Linked DNA regions of Ovis aries: region 1 is linked to region 2. The links are chromatin contacts, called in public Hi-C maps. All regions are on one chromosome and are shown on one strand. The core of a region is the stretch at or near the end of the contact, and the rest is flanking DNA. Distances in the headings are between cores, read along the strand shown. Region 1 has its middle 29 kb from the start of TTC12. Region 2 has its middle 420 kb from the start of NCAM1.

Region 1 (3,125 bases), core at 236-2,735, 800 kb before region 2:
GAAGGAAAATGAAAGCCATCTGGGTAAACGTGTTTGTTTATTACAGACTTGTTATGAGGATCAAGAGATGGTATTTAAAGTTTTCACAATATAATAAACAGAAAGAGATGGGAATATCAGACCACCTGATCTGCCTCTTGAGAAACCTGTATACAGTTCAGGAATCAACAGTTAGAACTGGACATGGAACAATAGACTGGTTCTAAATAGGAAAAGGAGTACATCAAGGCTGTATATTGTCATCCTGCTTATTTAACTTATATGTGGAGTACATCATGAGAAACGCTGGGCTGGATGAAGCACAAGCTGGAATCAAGATTGCTGGGAGAAACATCAATAACTTCAGATATGCAGATGACACCACCCTTGTGGCAGAAAGTGAAGAACTAAAGAGCCTCTTGATAAAAGAGGAGAGTGAAACAGTTGGCTTAAAGCTCAACATTCAGAAAATGAAGATCATGGCATCTGGTCCCATCACTTCATGGCAAATAGATGGGGAAACAGTGGAAACAGTGGCTGACTTTATTTTTCTGGGCTCCAAAATCACTGTGGATGGTGACTATAGCCATGAAATTAAAAGACACTTACTCCTTGGAAGGAAAGTTATGACCAAGCTAGACAGCATATTAGAAAGCAGAGACATTACTTTGTCAACAAAGGTCTATCCAGTCAAGGCTATGGTTTTTCCAGTGGTCATGTATGGATGTGAGAGTTGGACTATAAAGAAAGCTGAGTGCCGAAGAATTGATGCTTTTGAACTATGGTGTTGGAGAAGACTCTTGAGAGTCACTTGGACGGCAAGAAGATCCAACCAGCCCATCCTAAAGGAGCTCAGTCCTGGGTGTTCATTGGAAGGACTGATGTTGAAGCTGAAACTCCAATACTTTGGCCACCTGATGCAAAGAGCCGACTCATTTGAAAAGACCCTGATGCTGGGAAAGATTGAGGGCAGGAGGAGAAGGGGATGACAGAGAATGAGATGGTTGGATGGCAGCATCAGCTCGATGGACATTAGTCTGGGTGGACTCCAGGAGTTGGTGATGGACAGGGAGCCCTGGCGTGCTGTGGTTCTTGGGGTCGCAAAGAATCGGACATGACTGAGCGACTGAACTGAACTGAACTGAATGTTACTACTGATAATAATATTGTCGTGTAATTAGGTAATGCAATTATTATTACATGACAATATTAACAATAATATTAATAGTATCACTATCACATAATAATACACAATCATTTTTGCATGACATATTAATACTAACATTATTACTGTGTGAAAGCATGTGGCACCCTTTAGGGTACCAAATCAATATTAGATATCATTTCCTTCTTCGGAGTTTGTTGAATTCGACGTCTAAATAGAGGTGTGGAGCGGAGGAGGTGGGCTCCTTTCCCAGACTCCAGGGGAGGTGGGCCTTCTGTCCAGACAGCCTGATTGGAGGGAAGGCTGGCCCTCCTGTCGTTCTCAGGATGGCCACTTGGTGGCAGCCTCAGCCCACTCTGCTCCCTTCCCAGCCAGCTCCCAACCCATCTGGGTTTTTCCGGGAGGGTCCGGGGCCCCAGCCTTTCTCAAACCTCCTGCCTGAGGCTCTCCCTTGTGCTGGAGATGGGGCCCACGTGCACACAGAGGCACACAAAGAATTTCCACGGCTGTCTGGTGTGTCAGGGTTGCCCCGTGAGGGTACAGAGGCCTTGGGAGGGGGGGACGTCCACCAGGAGTTCACAGACGTGGCAAGAGGCTGGGAATATATTTGGTGACTACTGTGGGCAAGAGACCCCAGTGGACATTTACCGGCTTCTGGTTGTCAAGCACTCTTTGAGCACCCTTGCATTATTGGAGGAAGGACCAGCCTTCTGAGTCCTAACATCCCCTCAAAGGTGGAAGCCTGGATACTCAGGCCCCAGGTTTCTTTGCAGCTCCTTACTGGCCATTGGTGAGACCCAGGGCCCTGTGACCAGACTCCCAGAGAGGGAAACAACACAAGGAGAGAAGTTCTGCTCAGAACCCATTTTTCGGGCTGAAAGTGCTGAGGCATCAGATTTCTCTTAGAGGAGGGGTTGAAGGGTGGGCAGTAGCGCTTGAAAGGCCAGGTGCCCGACCTGGGCCTGGCATTGCCTGGGGGGAGAGTTGGCAGTGGTGGCTTTCTCATCGGGCCAGCTCTGCAGCTCTGTTTAAGCGTTACTTTTGGAAGCTTGCTCTAAAGCCCTCATCTCCGGGCCTCCCACAGTGGCGTGAGCCACAGGGTCTTCTTTTCGCAAAATCCTGTTTTGGTTTAATCCACCAGAATCAGCTTTAGCTGCTTGCAGCTAAGAACCCTGACTAATGTAAGTACTAATCCTGATTTATCACGTGCCACGATAAGGCCTCTTTGAAATTTCAGATAGTTTTGTGAGGTAGGAATTTGCATTTTATAGATAAGCCAAACTTACTCAGAGAGGTTAAGTGCTTTGCCCATGGTCACACAGCATGGACATACCAGAGCCTCAAGTCCAAGGCAGAATACATGTTGCTCTCTGGAGTCCATGATCTTTCCACTGTGCTGGGCTGGCTGCCATCAGGGCAAGGATGTTATCTGTACCTCCACTACCCAACTCAACGCCTGACCCACAATAGGTGCTTGATAAATATCTGACCTTAATAAACACGGAACAAGTGAGTAAATGCTACAATCCATTGTTCTTGGAGCATGTTTGAGTTTGGAGTGTCTTTGGGGTAGAGTCAAGTCCTGGTGTCGGACACGACTGAGCGACTTCACTTTCACTTTTCACTTTCATGCACTGAAGAAGGAAATGGCAACCCACTCCAGTGTTCTTGCCTGGAGAATCCCAGGGACCCCCGGGGGAGCCTGATGGGCTGCCGTCCATGGGGTCGCACGGAGTCGGACACGACTAAAGTGACTTAGCAGCAGCAGCAGCAAGTCCTGGTAAAATGGCAGGTGAAACTCGTCTTAGGAAGTCTCACCTCTCTGGAGAGCCCAGTCTCTTCCTGGCTCCAGTCCCTCTGCTCCAACTGGAACTTAAGCAACAGTCTGTCCCCGGAAGGTGAATTCCAGCAGCTGCGGTGATCGCGCTGGCAGTTTGCTTCCTCCACCTTCAGTGGTGGTGAGGAGCTCAGAGTCGCTGCT
Region 2 (3,257 bases), core at 698-3,197:
ACACAGAGCAGATTCTCTTTCTCTAAACCACTGTTTATATCTTAGCCAAGTGTCCTACATAAATCTCCCATCCAACCACCAGACTCTCTGGCTGCTACAGAAGTAGCCAACTAGAAAATTGCCTAATAAGGAGTTTGCTGCAAGAACTAGGGGTATCTCCATATGAAAGGCTGCCTTGTGGGCACTGACAGAAAACCCCGATAGGAGACTTTGCACAATGGAGGTCCAGAACAGAGTTGGAGGCAGCTTCAGCTTAAAGGAAGGTTCTCAACCAGGAGTCTGGGTATGTGAAAGATAGGTTCCGTTCAGGTCAGGGTCAGAGAACATACTGAAATCCCAGTTCAACAGCTGTGGGAATAAGTAAGTTCATTTGTAACATTTTTTTGTTTGTTTGTTTGTTTCCACGTATAAGTGATATGTGATATTTGTCTTTTCTAGTAGTCATGCATGGATGTGAGAATTAAGCCATAAAGAAAGCTGAAGAATTGATGCTTTCAAATTGTGCTGCTGGAGAAGACTCTTGAGAGTCCCTTGGACTGCAAGGAGATCAAACCAGTCAATCCTAAAGAAAATCAACCCTGAATATTCACTGGAAGGACTGATGCTGAAGCTAAAGCTTTGGCCACCTGCTGCGAACAACCGACTTGTTGGGAAAGACCTTGATGCCGGGAAACATTGGGGGCAGGAGGAGAAAGAGGTGACAGAGGATGAAATGGTTGGATGGCATCAGCGACTCAATGAACATGAGTCTGAGTACACTCTGGGACATAGTGAAGGACAGGGAAGCCTGGTGCTGCAGTTCACAGGGTCACAGAGTCAGACACGACTTAGTGACTACCAACAGCAATGATGAACTTATTTATAAAACAGAAACAGACTCACAGACTTGGAGAATGAATTAAATGATTACCAGGGAGGCAAGATAGGGGGAGGGAGAGATAGCTTGGGAGTTTGGGATTGACATGTACGCACCGCTATATTTACAATAGATAACCAAAAAGGACCTACAGTATAGCACAGGGAATTCTGCTCAATATTCTGTAATAACCTAAATGGGAAAAGAATTTGAAAAAGAATACATACATGTATATGCATTACACCTGAGACTAACACAACGTTATTAATCAACTATGAAAGTGAAAGTGTTAGTCACTCAGTCGTGTCCGACTCTTTGCGACCCCATGGACTATAGCGCACCAGGCTCCTCTGTCCATGGGATTCTCCAGGCAAGAATACTGGTGTGGGTAGCCATTCCCTTCTCCAGGGGATCTTCTCGACCCATTGATGGAACCTGGATCTCCCTCATTGCAGGCAGATTCTTTACCATCTAAGCCAGTACTCCAATGTAAAATAAAAAACAAAATTTAATAATCTTTTTAAAAAGTCCTAGGAAGTATGTAGGCTTGGTTCCGGTTCAAACTCATTCTTCAATAGGGGGTTTTCAGAAGAAAAATAGAACACAACTTTGTAATCGCTTTGTGGTTTCATAAATTAATATTAGGGCTTGGTTCAGAGCTCAGCACAGTTGTGTGGTAAGCTGTGGTTTGGGGCTCATGGTCTGGCTGAGGTCCCTGATTGGAATGCCTGGAGAGCTGTGGCTTAGAAGGAGCAAAGGCGCAATCTTCCTCTTGCAGTAGGAGCTCACAGCTGCCTCCAGTTCATCTTGACTCAGTAAGGGGCAGCTCAGAAACGACTCCCCGAGCTAATATATACAGGCCTCTATTTCTTTTCTGCCAGAGTCCTGCATAAATAGCCTCGTCCAGAGTAGCTGTTATCTTAAATAATAATTAAAAAGAGTAAGAGTCACCCTCAAGGAATGGAGGAGGGGAGAGAGCGTCTTTATATTTAGATATTCTGGACTTGATTATAAATCCTAGAGCTTGGCTGCTCTGTGGGTATCTGGCTTCTCTAGGCAGGCCCTCTCTATTTGATCAACCGACTACTGCCATCTAGTGGATTTGGAGGCCTTTGATGATCTGCTGCTGCTGCTGCTGCTGCTGCTGCTGCTGCTAAGTTGCTTCAGTCGTGGCCACCCACCAGGCTCCCCCGTCCCTGGGATCCTCCAGGCAAGAACACTGGAGTGGGTTGCCATTTCCTTCTCCAATGCATGAAAGTGAAAAGTGAAAGTGAAGTCGCTCAGTCACTAGCACCTTAGAAAACAATGCTGGGAATAGATTTTGAGAGAAGCGATGCTTAATTAGGGCAGCAAATCTTCGGGTGGCCTGTAGGTAGGATTATGGCTCAATCACCCTGGAATATCCTTGTGTGTAACTATTCCTCTTTAACATAGATTAAAAGAGAAAAAAGAAAGGTTTAAATATTCATTGCCTGTGGGTCATCAATGTTCTGGAGTTTATTTGGCTATTGAATCAAAACTGCCATTGGGATCCTTACAAAGACTTAGTTAAGGCTGGGGCTGTGGATGGCTTTACTGCTCTGTTCTGAGCTCCCCGTGCAGGCTGCAGTGGCCAGACTGGATGAGAGATGTAGCTATGGTGATGGGAGGAAGCCTTCAGCTAAGAAACAGAAACTCAGATCCCTAGAGCCATCCTCAGAGAGGGTGTGTCAGTCTGTCCGGGCAGCCCTCAGTTCTCAGCCCTCAGGTGGTGGGTATGCCCCTTACTTGAAGAAGGAAGACAAAAGGGGCCAGCCCTGGATTCCATAACTTCCTTCTATGCAAGCTTGTGATTACCTAGAGTGGTTGTTCTGAGGACAGAGCAAATCAAAGAACTGCTGATCTGGAGTTTTCAGGGAGCTTAGGAAAGGAGTCAGGTTAACTACGTAAGGAATCAGCGAATGAGCACAAGTCTGTCTTTAAGATGGACAAGAAACTTGGTAGGAGCCAAAACATTCGAATCAACACTGCAATCCACAAAAAGCATTTGGTTGAGATTTGTAAAGATTTCTCTCTGTTATTGCAGCTTCATTTTCTCCTAGGTTACAGCCAAGCCCTTTCTTCTCTGTCTATTGAGGCTATGAGGTTTCTGTCCAAAGCTGGGAATGGGCCCAAATCACAACGCCCTCCCCAACCCAGGCTTCACTTTTCTCATCCGGAAAATGAAAGTGTCGGTTTGATTACCCTTCAGAAATCTTCCAGCTGAATCTGAATTCTTCAAATCTAAATGTTCTTTTGTAAGTTTTAATTAGTTGGGTTTCAGTTGAAGTCAGGGCCTGGAGTGGACTGAACTCAGGATCTTTTACTAACACCTGGAAGGTCTCCCAAGGAGTGTTCATCCAGAACAGAAGCCTTTGGGGAC

What was found. Hi-C and Micro-C count contacts between places; a contact is called where the count stands out from the background.
Region 1: a contact with region 2 is called in a Hi-C map of omental adipose tissue, with 5 times the contacts expected there. The contact joins two enhancer-like sites. A contact is called at or near these places in 8 of 16 Hi-C or Micro-C datasets (hypothalamus, liver, mixed tissues and 4 more).

What each region holds. Positions count from the first base shown.
Region 1 is chr15:23,539,256-23,542,380 of ARS-UI_Ramb_v3.0, reverse strand. No RefSeq gene overlaps it. Among named protein-coding and RNA genes, the nearest start is that of TTC12, 29 kb to the left of the region's middle. Within about 2 kb of position 1,485, at least 5 of the 54 cell types and tissues checked have an H3K27ac peak or open chromatin away from gene starts, as enhancers often do.
Region 2 is chr15:22,738,556-22,741,812 of ARS-UI_Ramb_v3.0, reverse strand. No RefSeq gene overlaps it. Among named protein-coding and RNA genes, the nearest start is that of NCAM1, 420 kb to the left of the region's middle. Within about 2 kb of position 1,947, at least 10 of the 54 cell types and tissues checked have an H3K27ac peak or open chromatin away from gene starts, as enhancers often do.